Regions from separate parts of the Zea mays genome. Here regions 1 and 3 are each linked to region 2. The links are chromatin contacts, called in public Hi-C maps. All regions are on one chromosome and are shown on one strand. The core of a region is the stretch at or near the end of the contact, and the rest is flanking DNA. Distances in the headings are between cores, read along the strand shown. Region 1 holds the start of LOC100382517 (putative DUF593 domain containing family protein). Region 2 holds the start of LOC100192855 (60S ribosomal protein L21-like). Region 3 holds the start of LOC100280725 (nucleotide binding protein).

Region 1 (3,963 bases), core at 1,094-3,593, 220 kb after region 2:
TTTCTTATCCAGATTTTTTGTTTTTGTGACTAATTTATTTATCCGTCCATATTTTTTTCGTTTATTAAGCTTAAGGAAACGTACTTAAATTGGTTAGCGGCCACCGGTTTAGCTATGGTGCATCGTGGTTTTTTTCGTTTATGCCGCTGATTTGTCCGTCCAAATTATTTCTCATCTTGATTTGTTTTTGCTTTTGCGACTGATTTGTTTATTACATTTTGTTTAATAGTACTGAATAATCCGTCTGGCCCTTGGTGCATTGTAAACCCCACATGCTTAAGCTTGATTCCGTCCTCTCGCTAATTACAAGTGATTTTAAACATTAAATAATATACTAAAAACTGAAGTACACCATTTAAAATATTAAAAATATTTATATCATAAACAAATGATTGTGTTAATCTTACATTAGTAGTGATGTACAATGATAAATTTTAATTAATATTAAAAAGTATAATTTCGAATACATTAGATTATTGGAGTTTTAGAGTCCAAAATATAAATATACTTAATAAACAAAAAGATTATAATTAGAGTCCAAAATATAAATATACAAGGTATAAATAAACAGTGACTTGATGATTTTATAAAGTACTTTGTACTTCCATAGGGTGGGTTACTTATGTGCATGGTACTTGCGTCACGCAGTTTGAATAAACAAAAACAAAAAATATCTAGATGAATAAATAAATCGGTCACAAAAACAAAAAAAAACTAGATGAAAAATAAATCTGGGCGGACAAATCAGCGACATAAACGAAAAATTATAGACAACAAAAAAACAAATTAGTGATAAAAAAATACGTCCACGATGGAGCTTGAACCCACAACCTTAAAGTTAAAAGTCTTGCACTCTACCGACTGAGCTAGACATACTTTGTTGTTACATATCCGAGCCCGGCGCCATAGATCTTGGCGCCGAGCTCGGTACCACGTTGGCGCCACGTCGTTCAGGTTGGGCCAGCGTAGCACGCACCTCGGCGCCATAGCCTATGGCGTCGAGCTGTGTTACCTCGGCGCCATTGGCTATGGCGCCGAGCAAAGGGTCCAAAAATGACATTAAAATTTTCTAAGGTCCAAACGTGAATTTTTTTCCGAGTAAGGGCTAAAATATAAAAAATTCGGTCTCCCTATGGTGCTGGCACCATCGCCTGCGATGGCCAAAGTACTTGCCCGATTGACACGATTAACTCTTGATTCGCTGATATTAATTTTGTCATTGATTCGCTAATATTAATTTTTTCATGCTAGTTATGCTCAGACTAGCTGTAGCGTGCTGCGTGCAACCCTTCCATAGCACTATTGTGCTTGTGGCGGCTATAATACTACAACAAACGACGCGACGCTCACCCCCTAAACGTGCTACAATGTGAGGGGGTGCAACAATGAACCGCCAAATATAGGGTAGCGGCCCCTTGCGTGAATTTACGTGCACGTCAATGTTTGTTAGTTAGAGAAAATAGATAAATGATGATGAATATATATGAAAAATAATATTTTATGATTGTAGTGGGGAATATGGGGAGAATCGAGGGGAAATCGCTGCGGAAAGGAGAAAAGTAGGGGGTATAATCTAGGTGACGTGACATAAAAGTAGGATATGAGAGAAATTTAGAGGAAACCGTTGCAGACAATCTTAACGATTGCTATAGCGTTGAAGGTTTGAGATACCGATACATAGTAGTATAGAGTTGTTTCTACTACCACTGAGCCCAGGACGAAGGTGGGCATATGTAGAGAGTGCGGGCGACATCTGTCTATAGCACCACACGTGAACATGAGACAAAGAGACACAATGAGAAGAGGAGAATACATACAAAAGGGCAATTATGACCATATTTGGAAGCAACATAGTTTCTAAGAATTTAGTTTTTAGAAACTGGTTAATAGTGTTTGGAACCACCTCAGTTTTCATAAACTGGCTTTAGGCCCTATTTAAAAGCGCACAATTTTTTAAAAAATGGTTTATAGAACATATCAGTTTATAACTCAGTTTATAAAAATTAGACTATCAGTTTCTTAAAAACTAAGAAGCTTGTCTCTTCTAGATAAAAACTTGTTTCTTAAAAACTTGGTTGCTTACAAACATATTCTTAGCTAGGCGAGACTAGTTTCTTGATTTTTAAGTAACTAAGAATCCAATTTATATAAATCAGGGCATAAACTAGTATGTTTAGAACATTTCAGTTTTTATAAACCAGTTTCTCAAAAAACGGGTGCTTCCAAATAGATCATATCTCTACTTAGACATTAAATACAAGAAAATTATAATAAAATATTCCGAAACAAATATTTCGAACGTGCTAAAGTTGCGGAGCGCAAACCATGCAATTGTGCGGCCACCGACTGTCCTCTCTCAATTCACGAGGAAAAAAAAGAATAATCTCTCCACTTTCCTTCAGGATCCAGCCCGCACCACCGCACGTCTCCTCCTCTCTCAACACCGGCCACCGTAACAGGAATAATCCAGCTCGTGATTGAAGAATCCGATGACGACGCCATGCCTGGGCGCCGCGGCCTTAAGCGCCAGCTGGACGGCGCCCTCCCTGACGGGGGCGTTTCTCGATCTGACGCTCGCCTGGGCCTGCCTCTGCCTCGCCGCGCTCGCCGCCGTCGCCGCGCGCCTCCTCGCGCTCCTCGGCCTCCCGCTCCCCTGCACCTGCGCGCGCCCGCACCTGCCCTGCCTCCTCGCCTTCCTGGCGCGCTACCCTCCCCGCGCCGTCGGATCCCTTCACGCCGCCCTCCGCGCCCGCTTCCCCTTCGCCGGCCCCACCGACGACGAGGCACGCCTTCAGAAAGGGGTGGAGGAAGAGGGGGAGGAGGAGGCCATCGACGCGCCGAAGGAGGAAGGGGATTTTCGTCGCCGCGTGGAGGCGCGCGCCGAGCTGCAGATGGAGCTCGAGAAAGAGCGCAGCGCCGCAGCGTCGGCGGCCGAGGAGGCCATGTCCATGATCCTGCGCCTGCAGAAGGAGAAGTCGGCGCTTGAGATTGAGGCGCGACAGCAGCGCCGAACCGCTGACGAGCGCTGCGCCTTCTACGAGGACGAGGTCGAGGAGCTCCGGGACATCGTGCTCGTGCGGGAGCGTGAGGTGCGCGCGCTGCGCAAGGAGGTTGACGCCTACCGACGCCTGCTCGGTTTTAGCGCTACCGAGGAGGACGAGGAGGAGGATGACGAGCAGGAGATGGTCACGCCGCATAGTTTCCCCATGTACGAAGGAGAGCCCAGCTCGTCCAAATCGGTCGATGCGAATCGGATGCAACATTTTGGGAATGATTCTGGGTTCAGCTTCAAGACGCCATCACCGCGTGAACAACCAACGGTGCCGCCTCTTACTGCAGGGCAAATCAATGTGGGAAGCGATGATTGTGTTGCTGTTCAGACGCCGGCCAAAGTTCCCGTGGTTCAATCAAGACTGGAGCTAGATAGCTCTGAGGATGAGGACGAGGATGAGGATGATGGAGCAGAGACGGTGGAAATCCTCCCCCTATCCGCCCGGAGCCAAGATTTGGATCAAGGTAGCCATTTCCATGCTGATACTGCACAAGGTATGGAATCGACTTGTACCAAGGAACAGACAGCTCATGCATTTCAGGAAATCGAGTGTCCAGGTATAGACAAGATTGTTAATGACCAGATAGGAAGCAAGAATGATGCCAATGTGTATGATGTGCATGTGGTCGATGACATACGCTTCTCAACAGAAGTCAAGGGCCTGATTGGCCGAAGCTTCTCAGAGGCAACAATGCAAGCAGAGAGATTACAGTCTCGAGCTGTTGCAGATGATCTCCTTGAGAAAAGCCTGAATGCCATCAAAGGTGCACAGGACAAGATAAGAAATGCAGCTAATGAAAGGAGGCAGTCATTACAGTTGCAACTCTTAGAGGACATAGCTGATCAACTTCAAGGAATCAAGGATGCTGCAGAAGCAGGGAGGCAAGTGTTCTGTGCTGCTCCTAAAAGCT
Region 2 (4,234 bases), core at 395-2,894:
GGAGTGTTGATTTAGGATCTCTATGAGAAGAAAGATGCTTATCAACTTAGCATGACATGAATGGACATCCTGATTAGGTTTCACTTAAATAAAATTGACCTAGATTTTAAATGGTAACATTTAATTTTGTGAGTTACTCGCAATCGCCAAAGCACTCTGTCGTATTCATTTTATGTTACATTTTCTTGAGTTGTGGTGAAGAGTAGGGATGACAACCCTATGGGTGCAGGTACGAGGGCACCAGCATCCATCCCAAAGTTTCATGAGTGCATGATATCTATTTCAATCCGCAGATGACCCACATCCGACCTGAAATTTGGTTCATTCTTTATTTTGAACAAAAAAATGATTAAGATACAATAGTAATTGTTTTTGAATAAGTAACTTGGCTAATGATTTATGAAATGTTTTGATGCTCAACGTGAGAAGACTTAAAATCTGTAGATATAACCTGATTATTGCTGGTAGCTACTTGCTTCTAGCCGAATTATTGTTTATAAGTGTACAATGAGTAAAACCCGTGAGTGATCGAGAGCGAGTTTAGATAAACTTCACAATCATTTATGGGCAAGTTTTTTTTCCATCCGATCCGAACCCCAACATGTGAAGAGGCGATACTAAGTTATCGATTTTGACTGTGTCCGCCACTCAACCCTTACAAAGGTAATCGACTATCAGGGGTGATTCTAGTAGGGGGCAGAGGGGGTAATGTCCCCCTTATCCTCCCCAAATTATATAGAAGCTACTAATTTTCTTAGCTAATCGCTAGGTAAATAATGTAAAATATCTTATAACATCCCCTCACAATCTGATTTGTCCCCTCAATCTCAAATCATGACTTCGCCCCTGTTGACTAGTATTTTGTTCCAGACTTCCTGTTACAATCTACTATTAGATGAACTTTTTCTTCGTGAAAAAAGTTGTCACACCTAGCAATCGAAATCAGTAGGGATGGGCACTTTTTCTTACCGAAACCGAAACGAACTGAAATTTCGGTTTTTTTTCAGTAGCTTGGTTTGGTTTCGATTTTTGTATCTAAGAAGTTCAGTGTTCGGTATCGTAATCAGTTTTCACCGTATACCGAACCGAAAAAATAAATACCGAACTTCATCAATTCTAAAATTTGACTATTTGATTATGTAAACCAGATGTGTGATGCACTTAAATTATTATTCACTTTTTTATCTGTGATGTATGAGGAATATTTGTACATATATAATTTTTACTTTTAAAAATTGTGTATAATCTATCATGTAAAATTGTTGTATGGGTTGTCTTGAGTATCAGTTTGATGTTCAGTTTTTACAAAAAACCGAAGTAAAAAACCAAAACCGAACTTTTCGGTTTTTCATTTTCTAGAAACCGATCTGTTCCTAATATTTAGAAATCCGAAGTTTTTAAAACCGAAAAACAGAACTGAAGTTTGAAAAAAAACCGAATGTCGAGCCCTATAATTCATGAATTAGGATTCAGGGCATATTCATCTTTGGCTAGACAGAAGTGGAATATAGAAGAGATGTAAATGGGCTTGTTTTATGGCTGCACCCCACTCAAACGAGTTCAGCCCAACACCAGCACCCCGTCAAGCCCCAATCCCACGCCACCTATAATAAAGCCGTCAGCACACTGAAACCCCTGCAAACCCTAGTGCTTCCCCCCGATCCATTTCAGCCGCCGCCGCGCGTAGCAAGCAGGAGCAGCAAGGATGCCGGCTGGCCACGGGCTGCGCTCGCGGACGCGCGACCTGTTCGCGCGCCCCTTCCGCAAGAAGGGCTACATCCCGCTCACCACCTACCTCCGCACCTACAAGATCGGCGACTACGTCGACGTCAAGGTGAACGGCGCCGTCCACAAGGGGATGCCGCACAAGTTCTACCACGGCCGCACCGGTCGCGTCTGGAACGTCACCAAGCGCGCCATCGGCGTCGAGATAAACAAGCAGGTATACCACACGGATCCCTTTTCGCTAGCTCGCTGATAGGTTGCTGGGCGCAGGCAGTTGAAATCGTTTGTGCACGGCGCTTACGTTTAGTGCGCGGACGTATCTTCTGTTCGTGCCATTCTAGGAATTCGAATGTTTAGAGTGACGACAATTTGCTGGTGTGTTGTTTGATTTGGATCTCTGTAGAATTTGTGGAAGCCCAGGGCGCGATTAGTTTTGTAGCGGCAGGAATGGGCAATCATAACCATTTCTTTGTATGATCTGGTAGTGATAGATGCTGTAATTAGGTTGATTCTAGTTTCATGTATGATTGGGTTCTTGGTACTGCACCGGTGTAATACAATTCTAGTTTAACTAAAGGGAAATTTGGATTCATACCATTAAAAGATCACCACTTTGGATTCATACCATTACTATCTCACTTACATGTGGGTCCACATGAGTCAATGACATGTGGGGTCCATGGTATATATCTAAAGTTTGGATCTTTTAATGGTATAGATCCAATTGTTCCTTAACTAAATGTTCGAGGTTTCAATGGGCCTAACTGTAAGCAATTTTATTTTTTATTGCTTGACCCAGAAGTGCAAACATTTCTGAACAACCAAAATCTACAGTACTTGGATGCTTTATGCAATTAAATCTGCAATCTGTGCAGGATGGGATTGTTAAGCTCAGTTATGCTGGACATATTATGCTCTGTGTAGTGGTGATATCAATGATAATGGCTTAATCTATGTGTAAGTTCTTTAGATTCTGATAACTTGTTATCTTTTCAGGTGAATGGTCGCATCATCAGGAAGCGTATCCATGTCCGCGTGGAGCATGTGCAGCCATCCCGCTGCACAGAAGAGTTCCGCCTGAGGAAGGTGAAGAATGACCAGCTGAAGGCGGATGCAAAGGAGCGCGGCGAGGTCATCAGCACCAAGAGGCAGCCGTTGGGCCCCAAGCCTGTCTTCATGGTTGAGGGGACTACCATCGAGACCGTCACTCCCATCCCGTACGATGTGGTCAATGATCTTAAGGGAGGATACTAGGTTGTTTGTTTGGTCTTTCTACCTGTTCTACATCTGTGTTACTCTAGTGCGTACAATTTTGCTCACACTGAGCAGTAGTATGAACCTATTGTGTGTTCATGTTGAAATTTTTCCCGTTCTGTGCAAACCTGAGTTTAGAAGAACGCTATGCCTTGATCTTTGCTTCTGAGAACAAAGATTTGCCTTTTTCAACCTCATACGGTGCTTATGTATTTATGTTGTTTGAACCGTGAAGTGGAAATTGGGAAAGTATGTCACACTAGTACCAACCGTCTTTAGCCAACGTATTTTAATTGGTCCATGTCGTTTTGAACTGGTTGAAGTTAAGCTTTTTTGAAAAGAATTAAAAAAAAGAGGTCTCATGCTCATTTCAACTGCTGTAGAAACCATCTGAGGATGAGGAAGGGCCTCTACATAGTGAGAGACTTGAGAGTTGATAATCACTATTCGTAGTGAGAGACTTAGAGTTGATAATCACTTGATTAGTAGCTTTACTTGAGAGTTGATAATCACTAATCGTAATGAGATACTTAGAGTTGATAATCACTTGATTAGTAGCTTTATCAGTGTGTCAAGAGTAGCTTATGTGCATCCACCACCTTGATCAGACTTGGTCATACTAAGTTAGAGTTAGTGCATGCTACTTTTGGTACTAAAATCAGCTTGATGACTTAATGGCGATTAAAAGATCGGTGATCATTTGGAGAGGTTGAGTGACCTAACTCAAACTTATATATGACTGTGAGCAGTTTACCGTGCTCGAGAAATGAAGAATTAACTTGTAGAGACTATTTAGTCATTACACGAAGCAAAGGGGTGCGACACCCTTGCGCGTGCCCTCTAAGGAGGGCTACTAGGAATTGTTGACTCTTGATACCTTAGCAAAACATGGATGCTCTTCTAATCCTTTTTTACATTAAGCATTTAAATTTGAGCAAATTCTTTCAAGTATATACATTACTAGAGTTGCCATACTAATATATGATTAGAACCAAGGTTTTAAATAACCGGATATAGCGACCGATATATCCTTTTTAGGACTGATATATCGTGATTTATCCTGATATTTGCTAGTTTGATAAGTGTGGGGATAAAATCTGTATCCCGCTATTTAAAACAATGAACTAGGTGCAAAATGTTTCATCACACTCCTAGACATACGGAATGAAGTTGGTCTTAATTATATGTTTATTTGTACAGAAAATTTGAAAAAGCACATTTTATTTCCTCTCATCATCATCTTAATCTTTCATGT
Region 3 (4,178 bases), core at 1,507-4,006, 180 kb after region 2:
ACAGAGAGTGTGTCCTGATTTGTATCCAGTGGCTGCAGGGCAGCCCCTGACGTTGTTGTCTTCTTCGGCGACATGACGAAGGTGGATGCTTGCCGAAGGTGGTTATTCGGGTTTATCGGAGGTGGGCGCCAATGTTGGCCGTTCTCAAATGCTGTGAATCAAGAACAAGACAACACAATTGTTAAGCATTAAAGACCATCGTCCTTTGAAGCATTATCTCCTCTCAGATATAATGATCTTCGGACGAAGGTCATGGAGGACGTGCCTTCATCATTTCATAAATGAATAAGAATACACGAAGATAACAAATATAATTCAATGGTTCATTCATATTTGTATTCCATAAAACATACATGAGTATTAACAGGATTGATATTACATTGATACCTTCGGCTTGCTCGAAGGTTAGATGCGAGAGAGTAGTTACAATCCAGCGTGAATAGTACGGTGTTACTGTTCATCTATTTATAGACACGAGACGCAACCCGGGTAAAATTACATCCATGTCCCTGACATTCATCTATTATCATAACACAAAATATTAAGGACTGAATAGTATTTGTCCCTTTTCAGTCATCATCATACTTGATCTTCGTCGTCACATCAAAACTGACGCTCTTCGGCTACAACTTCGTCGTCCATTCTTATCACCTTCGGGCTACATCTTCGCCCTATTATAAGAGAAACCCATTATCCCGAAGCCGAAGCCCCCCTGTAATAATCCATGTCATACTGAAAACATATGGTCAGTCACGTTTTGAGGACCTTCAGAGGAAGAAGGCCCCCAACAGCGTCAGTGATGACAAAGTGTGCAAAAGAGACTTGAGTTGGTTTGTGGAGACAGTGTTGATCCTAGAGACGGCACAAGGGGAGGCGGCGCGGTGGTCGGGGCGGCGTGGGCGGCGGCGCGGAGGTGGAGACGGGGCGCGGGCGAAATGAAAAAGGCTTTCTAGGCCTAGTTTAAGGGGGTCGACGCCATAGATCTCGGCGCCGACCCACCTGCCACGTCAGCGCCACGTCTCCCCCACGCCAGACATCTAGGCACCAAATGCCTTCGCGTCGACACGTAGAACCTAGACGTCAATATCATTAGCGCCGAGTATAGGTGTACATTCGGGACGCCCGGCCCGGCCCAAGCCCGAAAAGACCCATATTGTTTGAATTTCAGGCCGGGCCGACACGTTTGAATTTCGGGCCGTGCCGGGCCGGCCCACGGGCCTAACCCTCGGCCCACGGCCCGGCCCGTAATTGCTTAAACGTGCCAGGCTCATTTCGGGCGGGCCGAAACTATAAAAGCCCGAAATTCACATTAGGGTCCGAAATTCAATTTTTGGCCCGAAATTCAGTTTTTGGCTTGAAATTCACATCAGGGCTCGAAATTCACATCAGAGCCCGAAATTCAAAACAAATTTAATAAAACAAATAAAATATAAGACAAATAAATTTGACCAAAAGCAAACTTAATATTTGTATTAAGTTACCAGAGCTATGCAATGACTACCTTGTTTACAAATCATTTTGTTAGAAAGAAAAAGTGTATAATCAGCTCTATATAAAGTTCGTAAGTTCAATTCATTATCTAATGTTCATAACAAAAATAAAATTACATCACATACTCTAATTCAAAGCTACAAAAAATATCTAACTAACATTATCTCTAGCTTTGTGTTCTTTATCAAGTACATGAAAGTGTCGAATGAAGTATGATTTTAATAAATATATGAGCCTTTTCGTGCCTCTATATGGGCCATTTCATGCCTATCTTAAACGGGTCGTGCTCGTGCCCGTCCATGGGCCGCGACCTTGGCCCAAACCCGGCCCGATATTTCGTGCCGTGCCAGCCCGACACTAAAATATTTCTTGTCGTGCCGTGCTTGTGCCGTGTTTTTTTCCCGTGCTTCGGGCCGGCCCATCAGGCCCGGCCCAAATATACACCTATAGCGCCGAGTCAAGGGTTCATTTTTTAAAATGAAACTATAAATGATGTATTCATAAAAGTAAAACCCTAAAAGAGCTCAAATGCAAAAAAAGGTCACAAGTCAAAGCATCTCTCCCTTTGTACGAGCAATGCTGCAATGGCAAGGGGAAACCTTTGTACGGGCACTAAGAGGCTGTTTGGGAGGGCTCCCGAGCAGCTCCAGCTCTGGCTCCTTGCCGGAGCCCTCCCAAACAAGGTGCCAAAAACAGCTCCGCCTCAGGAGCAGGAGCCAATTCGGGGACAGAAGCCAGAGCACAGAAAACTGGCTCCAAGCTGCTCCGCGACGTATTCTCTAGCCTGACGCTCGTCAGACGGCAAGGACGGAAAGCACACACGCGAGAGCACGCTGGCGGGGAGCAGCAATCATCTATCTGGTTGCTAACCTCTCTGCTTCTCGCTGTTCTCATGCGGCGGCATGCATGGAGGTCGAGGTGGGCTCATTCTCGTGTAGTTCCTCGGTGACTTCGCTAGCTGCTTCACTCATCTCCTCGCCTAGTCCTCGCAACCCCCTTCCTCATCTCGCTTTGCTCGTTTCCCAACTATTTGATTTCTCGTTCGATTCACACAGCACGCCTGCAAGGTATTTGTGCAAATGTCTAACACACTCATAAATAGAATGTATTGAAAGAGCCATTTTGCCAAATGTTTTGCAAACAAAACAGTGGCTCCTGAGAGAGAGCTGCTCTTACACATGAGTCAGAGTTGAAGCTATACCAAACAGACCCTCAAAGCGACTCGCCCGACCGGTTTCGGAAGGCACAAACCCGCATCTCTCCTGATTTGGCATAACCTCGCGCAACTATCACAGCACAGGCAACCCTGAGGCCCAGACCTGATCTCGCCGGCGGCGAGCTTGTGTCCATGGCTGACGGGGCCGAGATGGACGAAGAGGCTATGCGGGCCTTCTTCCCGCTCTCCTTCGGAAAGGCGGCTCCGCGGCCCAGCTCTGCTACCTCCTCCGCCCACTCCAACACCCTTCGCAAGCCTCAAAACCCTAGTAACCCCAAGCCTTCCGCCTCTACCGCCGCGGACGACGATGGGGCCGCTATGATTGGTCCTCCTCGCCCGCCGCCGGCGCCCGCGGGGGAGGAAGACGATGAGGACGGCGGCGGTATCATGATCGGGCCGCCTCGGCCACCGCCGCCCTCCGCTCGCGGCGAGGGGGACGACGGCGACGGCATGATTGGGCCGCCTAGGCCGCCGCCAGCGGATGATGAAGACGTCGATGATGATGAGGACGACGACGAGGAGGAGATGGAGGATGATGGGGAGGGTGGATTCAATCGGATCCCTCTTAGCAACGAAATTGTTCTGCGGGGGCACAATAAGGTACGAGCGACGAGCTCCAGTTCTCCTCCTTCATTTGATTTTGTTATACTGATGTGTCCTTCTATCTAGCTTGGCTCGATTCCTTTAGGCACCATTTGGACGAGCTGTTCTTTTTCTGAGCCAAATTAGCTGGATAAAGTTGGTTCATCAGGGAAAAAAGTACCAAAGTTCGCATGCTGTTAGCTGATCACGGTTTTATTTTTAGTATTAGGATACACCCCAGAGGAGGTAGATGGATTACAGGTAGTGTTGGTTGTTAAAACTGGTTTGAAACATATAATGAAATTGCAAATGAATATCAGCTTTTGTTTTATTTTGAATTAGATCTTGGATGCTGTTTGGTTCAGTCTTTTTGGCCTGTAACCAGTGGCGGAGCCAACCACGAATCCAAGCCCGGGCACACACACACAGAGTGAAGAAGGGAGAGGAGAGCATCTCACCGAGCAGCGAGCGGTCGGGCCTGGGCATGGACAGGCCTCACTGCCTCAGGCAGCCGTCGGCAGGGTGTGGCCAGTGCCTGGTGGCTGGGCGGTGGGCGCAGAGGCTAGATGGTGGGTGGCTGCTGGCTCACGGGGTGGCGGCGGGTGCGTCTGGCGGTGAGGAGGTGAAGGTGAGGCGTGGTCGTGTCGTGTGGAGGTGGAGGCGAGGCGAGATGTGCGGCAGCGGAGGTGAGGAGATGGAGGCACCCCCCTGAAGGTGGAGGCGATTAGTCGAGGATGAGGCAGAGCCCAGGACGCGTAGGCAGAGAGCTAGGATTCGGTCATCAGGTTATTTGGGCTGGGCCACCAAAGCCCGGGCAGGCCGAGCCTCAGCTCTGCCACTGCCCGTAACCAGTTAGCAAAGCTAATGGTTGTCATTGTTTTTTGTTTGG

The links. Hi-C and Micro-C count contacts between places; a contact is called where the count stands out from the background.
Region 1: a Hi-C map of endosperm shows a contact between it and region 2, with 2.5 times the contacts expected there. The contact joins the promoter of LOC100382517 here to the promoter of LOC100192855 in region 2. A contact is called at or near these places in 3 of 25 Hi-C or Micro-C datasets (bundle sheath, endosperm and tassel).
Region 3: a Hi-C map of leaf shows a contact between it and region 2, with 5 times the contacts expected there. The contact joins the promoter of LOC100280725 here to the promoter of LOC100192855 in region 2. A contact is called at or near these places in 10 of 25 Hi-C or Micro-C datasets (bundle sheath, ear, endosperm and 2 more).

The regions. Positions count from the first base shown.
Region 1 is chr5:32,310,733-32,314,695 of Zm-B73-REFERENCE-NAM-5.0, forward strand. It overlaps LOC100382517 (putative DUF593 domain containing family protein), which reads left to right and starts at 2,344. Exons shown (of 1, transcript NM_001175254.1): 1 at 2,344-3,963. The coding sequence starts at 2,490.
Region 2 is chr5:32,088,167-32,092,400 of Zm-B73-REFERENCE-NAM-5.0, forward strand. LOC100192855 (60S ribosomal protein L21-like) reads left to right here and starts at 1,645. Exons shown (of 2, transcript NM_001374340.1): 1 at 1,645-1,942; 2 at 2,722-3,174. The coding sequence starts at 1,706. The coding sequence ends at 2,979.
Region 3 is chr5:32,268,874-32,273,051 of Zm-B73-REFERENCE-NAM-5.0, forward strand. It overlaps LOC100280725 (nucleotide binding protein), which reads left to right and starts at 2,757. Exons shown (of 8, transcript NM_001153645.1): 1 at 2,757-3,307. The coding sequence starts at 2,840.